2 separate regions of the Oryzias latipes genome follow, and region 2 is linked to region 1. A link is a contact called in public Hi-C data. All regions are on one chromosome and are shown on one strand. Each heading gives the region's core, a stretch centred on a gene start, on an enhancer-like site or on the middle of the called end of the contact. The rest is flanking DNA. Distances are from core to core; before and after follow the strand shown. Region 1 holds the start of epha3 (ephrin type-A receptor 3). Region 2 has its middle 19 kb from the start of c21h3orf38.

What was found. Hi-C and Micro-C count contacts between places; a contact is called where the count stands out from the background.
Region 2: a contact with region 1 is called in a Hi-C map of embryo, with 1.7 times the contacts expected there. The contact joins the enhancer-like site here to the promoter of epha3 in region 1. A contact is called at or near these places in 2 of 5 Hi-C or Micro-C datasets (embryo and fibroblasts).

What each region holds. Positions count from the first base shown.
Region 1 is chr21:17,696,647-17,700,872 of ASM223467v1, reverse strand. epha3 (ephrin type-A receptor 3) reads left to right here and starts at 2,518. Exons shown (of 19, transcript XM_011489641.3): 1 at 2,518-2,728. The coding sequence starts at 2,635.
Region 2 is chr21:17,808,503-17,812,724 of ASM223467v1, reverse strand. No RefSeq gene overlaps it. Among protein-coding and RNA genes, the nearest start is that of c21h3orf38, 19 kb to the left of the region's middle. Within about 2 kb of position 1,739, at least 1 of the 8 cell types and tissues checked has an H3K27ac peak or open chromatin away from gene starts, as enhancers often do.

The DNA of each region.
Region 1 (4,226 bases), core at 1,269-3,768:
ATCACATTTTTCCAATTCACCACAATCAGAAACAGATTTTCCACAATTAGTCTCCACTGACTTGCAGTTTATTGACTGAAGCACACAATCACTGTGCTTCTTAGACAAGCAAATGAAAACAATTACTACTTATCATTGTGTCCGACTGTCAGCATGACAATCAGACATATTTTACAATAAAATCAGAAGTCCGTGCATAATATTGGATCCTAATATGTCGTCTGATCATCTTTTTTTATTTTTATTGGGTGGCTTAGAATTAAAAAATTAATATATGTTATATTTCTCACCTTCTAAAGTCCTTGTTTTCAAAAATAAAGGACAGAAATATTCAGTAAAAGGAAGATTTCCCTGACATGCGGATTAATTTCTCCTCTGTATTTAAATGAGAATACCCTCCACAGACATACATCCCATAAAGTACAATCCCACAATGGCCGTCATCTGAATTGATTGCTAGCTGTGGAGCTACTCGTATTAATCTTTTTCAGTGTGTAATAAGTGAATTAGTGGGATGTAGAAGATGATGTATGACAAAGGCTGGCACGGCTAAAACCCGCTGTAAATCCACAGGCCATACTCACTCAATAATGTAGCTTGATGCAGCCTGGCATCGCTCCTTCCTGCCGACAAAACAATGAATCTCTGAGAGCCAATCAGTTATTTGTTCTGGGGGATTTACTATAAATGCAGTGTGGAAAAAAGTAAATAAAATACTTAAAATAATAAAAATCTTTTAAAAATTGGATTTTAACTGAAAACATTGAACTCTACTTACTTCTTTGTTGCCAGGTTTGATAAAATTGAGACATAAAAGAGAAAGTTGAGTAAAATATCAGACATATACAATATTTTAATAGTAAATTTGTTTGCTGGTGTTAATTTTGCAGCACAATCTAGCATTTGCAACAGTTTTGCTACTTTATTCGAATGGCTGAATGATATTAGCTTTATTTTAACTATGTCTGTCCTGCTAAATCCATTTCCATACGACTGAAATTTGCTTGACAGATTAGATCCAACTCAAGAGAAGAACATTCTTTGACATCTTCCACCGTTTAATGTGTAACACTAACTAATCACATGGATATTTGGTCAAGGCTCCATCACACCCCCTGCATTTCTCCAATGTGCAAACACAAAGTAGTTTACGGAGGCATTTCAATTCAAGAGCAGTTCCTCCAAGTCTAAACGGAGCTATGTTGTTGGGCCCAGTGGGCGCTGTGTCCTTTAACTTTTCTCATACATCACATGCCTTCCTAACCTCCAGCCTCCAACCCCCCACCACAACAGCTGGTGTCTCAGTGAGGACCCTGACGTTACTGTGCTGCCACAGTCGTTCAGTTTATATGAAGCGTTGCGGTGTAGGGGGCCTCTAATGGCCCACTCAGAAAAAGCCCACAGTTGGACCAAATGCATGGCATATCACTTGTCCTTCAACATAATGATAAATAAAACTTTGTCCTTCAGTGGGTGATTAGCAAAACATAGAAAAAAGCTTAAACAGATTTTTTTAGAGCGCAAATGAAAGCTATTCATAATAGAAGTGTTGAACTTAAACCTGAAATCATGTAATAAAATTTCAGTTTGTGCAGTAATACTGTTATCAAAACAAAGCACAAGGTTTTCATGCATGCACTCCCTTCTCCTGTGAGGCCTTCAGTGTGCTCTTGTGGCCCGAATAGTATTTTCTTTCCCTGTGGGGGCTCAGAAAGGAGATTGAAACCATGACCGGATATTGTTCATTGTTCCAGTCTCAAACCAGTATAAAGCAGGAGCAAAGTTCTAATAGAGTCAAATCTGAAATAAAAAAAAGAAATAATAAAAATAAGAAGAAATAATAATAATAAGAAGAAATAAGAAAAATAAATAGATTAAATGTTTTGCACATTTGCAGAATTAGTTATAAGACTATTTATCCAGTATTGTAAATTTATTTCTTTTTTTTAATTTATGCTTGTCCAAACATTAAATCCCAGTGGACTCTGTTATTTTCTGTTTATTACCTACATGAAGAGTACCACATAGTAATGAAACAGAATATAAGCACACACCTCTTCATGACAGGAAAGGAGAAAAAGGGATAAAATTCTCATTTTCTGTTTTAGAAGTAAGGACACTGCAGCTGTGACAAAAAAAAATAACTTGTTTATTTATACATTTATTTATTCATTTGTTTGTTTCTTTCTTTATTTACTTATCCTAACTGTGTTTTCAATACAAGAGAAACTGTTATTTTATTCCAGTAAAAACTTTAATTTAAATGTTCCTGTTATATTGTTAAATACCATTTTAATTAAACATAATTTTATGCATTTCTATATATTTTGGGGGGTGGGTGGGGGGTGGCATAGGAAATAAAAAGATGGACTAAAGTGAAGGAAACACATGAAAAGCAACTGGATAAATAAGTAAAGTAATAAGTCAGAGCGTCACGTGGTCCAGGCTGCAGGTTGACCTGTGATGAACTTGAGCGGCTAGCTTTCGCTCGTCGTCAGACTCTGTAGGACCCAGCGGAAAACTGCTCCAGCTGGAGGGAGCCGGAGCAGGAGAGGCAGCGAGCGCCGAGTGGAGAGTAGACGTTCCCAGACTAGTCAGTGGCTTCATGGAGTTATGCACCTCTGATCCGCCGCCATGGATTGCGATCTGCGATCTCCTCTTTTCTTAATACACCTTTTTATGTCCACCTTCCTTCCTGCCCTTTGCGTCATTTACCCCCTCAATGAAGGTAAGAGGAACTCCGGAGCTGCGCGGATTTCTGCTTGGGTTCACGCTTGCTTGTCTGTGCGCGTGGGTTTGTGTGTGTGTGTGTGTTTGGAAAATGTGCGCTTCGGCGCACACCGTGGTGCGCTTTCCTGTTTCACTCACTGGGATAGGAAGAAAAGAAAGATTGCGAGAAGGTGACAAGGTGGCACCACAGAGCACCAAATGAGTAAATTCTCAACCTAGGGACGGATCCCGGCAGGACAGACAGAGACTCATTTAGGACAGTATTTATTTATTTATTTTCTCTAAAAGAGAGGATCATCTTAAACTGGGATGAATTATGTTAAAATGCCAGAACAGCTCGCAGTGAGTTTATTTAGAGATTTGGGGGAACTCTGTGCGTCTCCATCGGTCCACGCTGAGCTGTCCGTCTGCCCCACTTCCCTGCGTAATTGTCAGACGAACTCGATTGGAAGGAAATGTTGAGCACTGACAGAGGGCTGCAGGGAAACGCCGTTTTTTCACCGTATTTAGGCTGTTTAGTGACTTTTGACCTCAAAGTAAGACTTCGCTTCTCTGATCGTGCGCACAGGAAATCCTTAAATGTTCTCCAGTCTTAAAATTTAAATTTAAACTTCATTTTAAACTTAAACTAATTACCTGATCAAAAATAAAGAACGCCTTTTTCCTGCCTTATGCCTTTTCCGTGATTTATTTTAGGTTTTTGTGCGTTTGTTTGCACTTTTATTTTAACCCACACAGCTCCACACGGGACAGCCATCTTCAAAGTAAAAGGTAACAAAAGTTGTTGAATTAAACGTTATTTACTATCTAAATTAATAGTATTCAAAGTGCTACAATTTATTAACTTATCAACACCTGAACGAGGCTATTGTCTCACTTCTAAGTTAAAGTTGAAGATGGAGATGCTCCTGTCTCTAAGCTCCTGCTAAACACAGACAAATGACTTGGTGAAAAAAGGTGGAACTCGGTGGTACTCTAATGAGGCTGCTAAAGAAAAATGCAAGTTAAATTGCTCCTCATAAAAATACAGCAGAAATCAAATCTGTGCTGCATTTATGAATGCATTAGCTGTGGTGCAGAGGCAGGCAATGAGGTGTCAGCTTGTAACTCAGAAAGTGATTAAATGAAAGCAAAGATCCTATATGTTAGAGGCGAGGCACCGGAGGGAAAAATAAAAATAAAACCCGAAACAAAAAAAAAATGACCCCAGTTACACTCCAGTGTGTTAATATGGAATGTTAAAGAAAGGCAATGGGGGGGGGGGGGGGGGGGGGCAGGAGTCCTCCACACAACTCTTTTATTACAAAAACAAAGAAAGAAAGAAACATAAATGAAGGAAAACTTTTGCTTTTAGGAATATGTATTTTCTATAACCCAATTTGAGTTTTCAATATTAGCTTCCTCAGCAAAAAACTTTTTAAACTGAAATTTGAAGAACAATGTGTGTGCGTGTGTATGCGCACCGCAGCAGTTCTAGCCACAAAAAATCAAAACCC
Region 2 (4,222 bases), core at 490-2,989, 110 kb before region 1:
GGTCTTTCAAAGGTTTCAGTATAAAAGAGACACTTGAATGTGGCAAGTGCCAGGAATCCCATTCTGTAAAAGACGAGGATGATGAAGGATGCATACAAGGAAGGAACACTTGCCTGTTGAGACCAGACCCCTGGTGTTTTCTCATTCCCTGTTGGGCTCCTGACAGAGCCAGATAGGCCTTCTCCTCACTGACAGCCAAATGTCCTCATCTATCCTCATCCAAAAGGCCCACAGGCGTCATCAGCTGCGTCTAAATTTCCCCATGCCAAACCCCAGAGCTGAAATGTCTCAAGTCTCACAAAGTGATGGAGCTGAGATAATCCCCCACGGAAACTCTGTCAATATGTCATCATCATCATAGCTGCCATTTTTCAGCACAGTAACCCAGTGCAGATGTGTCAGCAAAACAGTCTCACTTTATTAATATTGTTTCCTTTCACTTTCTATTTGTCACTGGATATCTGAAATGATGTCTTCACTGCATTCTCAGGGTAGGCTGGAAAAACTAAGCTACGTTTGATCAGCTCATCCTTCTTTTGATGAGGCATTTGTTAAGATGAGGAAGTTTATCAAAAAACCTGTGAGGGGGATTTTGTTTATTTTGTTGTAGACACTTATCTGGATGAAGCCACGTTGAGAATTTTTTTTCATTCAACTTGTTTAAACAAGGCAAGTTTAGACTAAAATTACATGTGTGTGGAACATTTGAATATTGATTCATATTACGCTCATACATAAAGGCATCTGCCACTGTGAAATAAAAATAACAATTAATAATTTTCAGCCATTAAAGTCCGACCCTGATAATTTTTGGATCTACTGTCAAAGTGTTCCTGCAGTGTTTTTTATATTTTTTTATAATTACATTTTTTAGACCAAAACAAAAACTCTGTGTTGTTTTCTTGAACATAGTTTCTGCAGAGAAGCAGGACTTCATCAGTAATTTGCCTCTGAGTCGTGGGCAAGACTGTTGGCACATCATTTCTCATGATCCCTTTGTTTACACTCTGTCCCACTAGCTTACAGCCCCTCACAACCCCAACCTAACATGGGACTACAAAAATGGCGAGCAATATTGGAGCTATCCAGCTGTACTGTTTTCAGCAAGATGGCAGCTCAGACGAGGCAGACGAAGACGTATAAGATTCTATTTGTCTGTAAGTGCATCAGAATGGAGAGGAGCAGGAAGTTTGTGGCCCCCGGTGGACTTTTTATGTAACAACTACAAGCTTTTCCAAATGATTTACCATGATTTGAATAAAGCAATACCCTGAAACACAGTTTTAATCTTAATTTTCTTCATATACACTGAGTTCTCCATTATGAGAAAAATGCTACAAGAAAATGTAAAAATTGCAAAAAAACATGGTTTCAATGTCCAATTTCACTGAACAAGCCAAAGCTGAATTACGGGATTCGTGCCATGTTGTGCTTTACTTCAAAAATCTGCAACGTTTTAGCAAAAATCTTAGAAGCAGTTTGCACATTGAGTAGAATAGTTAAGTTTACATTTGCAAGCTGATTTGAGGTAAGATGACTTCAAGTCATCATGAGCGCAGTGGTATAATCCCAACAAATTTTAAAATTATAAGAAATTGTGTTCAACTACTAATATACTATAGATCTCAATAGCAAAACCAAATGGATGTTGTTACTGTATGGGCCTAAGCTGGCGTCTGCTCACTCTTTACCCTCCACATGGCATCACAACCCTGAGTTGACTCAGTTGGAGGGTGGTGTGTGACCTCTGACAGAGGAATGTTTTTCAAAGCTGACTCATCCATCTTCATTTGCTCATGGTGGTTGTTGTGTTGTACTACATTAATTTAAACAGCTCGAGATGTTTGGATAGCTCGGGCCACTCAAACTAAACACATAGGAGTTGCTTGAAACGACACCCATCCGTCAAGTTTGCTTCATAAACAGATCAGGTACACGTTTGTTATCTCTTGCTGCGAGTGGACCGATCCATTGTTTACCAGTAGGGCAAAAACTCCAGGTTTTAATGTACATTTTTATGTCTGAAATGACACTATTTAATCGCAAACAGATGCACATTTTAGCCAGTTTACTTTTTTTTACAGTCTGTTCAGTCTGTAAAATTTGGACGGTAGCAATTGAGACTTGTACTGATTTTAACAGCATTATGGGAGAAACGACAATCCACTGAATTAAGAAATGTGATCGATTCAGAACTTGACAAACAGCTTTGAACACTAATGACCAGTCAATGCTTCAAAAGTGGCCTATAGTCAGCGTTTCAAGGACACTGATTGACATTTGTTATACCTCTGGCATTTATGGCTTTCAGTTTAATAGCTTTGTCTTTTAATAAGCATGCTTGCTAAAGTCAGTGCTGTTATTGTGCATTAATGAAACTGGCAGAGTCTAAGAAAAATGGGCACACACATGAGATCAGAATGGAGTGATGTGCCAAATAAGATGGGAGCCTGTTTTTAGAAGGCAATCACTGCATTTGGACAGGGACACAGTGTTTTTATTTGACTTTGTGGAATAAAAATGGAATGAAACAATACAGAGGTCGAGGTTCTATAATTGAAAACTCCTCCACTATAATAATAAAAGTCTCAAGGGGCAACTTTGTCTCTTCTGGTTCTGGAATCAGGTCTAGGAGGTGACATCCATTCACAGACATTTTTTATTAGGCCTTCTGCAGAATCCAAATATCAGCCAATCACATGGAACAGACATTTCAATTTACTTTTCAGAGAGTTCTTATGCTCCACTGTCACGACACCTCATGTACAGAATTGAAAATAACTAAAGTTAAAGTTAAAACTTGTTTCAATCAGCAACTTTTTTACTTTAAGACCCTCACCGATGAAATTTTTTTGTTTTTTTTAACATGTTCTTGTGGCATTTTTCTTATGATGGAGGACAAAAAGAAATGTAATCTTGCATTTGTGAGTAATTCTTCATTCAAACGGTTGTGAATCAGGAGCAGACGCAAAAATGCCATTTAGAAAAGCGTGTAGCCTGGCAATTTGTAGATTATTCAACAGTTGTAGATTTTACAACTACAAGCTCCATTCTGTTTTATCCACTTGCAGACAAGTAGATTCCATGTACGTCTTGGTTTTCCTCATGTGAGCTGGAATCTGGCTCCAAACTGTATGGCTGAATAGCTTCAATAATGCTCACCATTTTTGTTACATATAAAATATTAGGTTGGGGTTTTAAGGGGCTGTAAGCTAGCGGGACAGAGTGTAAACAAATGGATATTGGGAAATGCAGGCAGGCTCAATCTGCACCATAACTAAGAAGCAAATATCCGATGAACTTGTGCCGCTCTGCAGAAACTATGTCCTAGAAACCAAGTTTTTTTTTAAAATCTTGACTAAAAACTGCATAATAGTTAAAATACCACTTAAATGCTTTTACGGAAAATCAAAAGACATTTTTGTGGAACAAAGAAAGAAGCATTTGCTTCATTTTGAGCCATGTTTTATGAAGTGTCTGCATTAATTCAAAGTAACACAACAGTAATATTTTGAACAAAAAATGCACAACTTGCTTTAATTCAAATTGTTCTTGAAAACACACGATAGAAAAATCAAATAATCTTTTTTTTTTCTCTTCCTGCAGCCATATTCTCAGTAAATGTCACTTACAGTAGTCTAGACGTTTGACCACACAAGGCGACACTGTTTGTCCCCATGATTAGTCATTTCCATATGTGCGTATTCTTCTCTTAATTCAGTGTATTGGAGCCACTTGGGAAAACAGATTCATGTGGCCAACATGTGCACCACTTGGCTCTGACACTACTCCTCTCCATCCCCCCACCCTAAGTATAAGAAATGGGTGGCAGACGTGTCCCCCGCCCTGGCTACTGCTTTAATTAAAGCCCTAATGATGGGCCTTCAACTGGGAAGCAACTTATCATCACACATAATCACTCGTGTTAAGTGTGGCAGAATTGCAACCATCTGCTTCGTTTGGAAGCAGATTGTTCTTTAAAAACCCAACAGAGAAAAGATATTCTTATGAGAAGAATCTCAAAAAAATCTTTTTAAAAACCTGAAAATATGATTGTCAACAAAGCTTGAATTTTCCCTCTATAATCTGTGATGATTTTTTTTTAATTGAAAGTATTCTTGTAATCATCCATTGCTTTCTTTAACAACAATAAGGAAAATTAGATTTTTTCAGAGACAGCTTAAAAGAAGCCTGGCACACAGAATGTTTGATGAATTTCAAA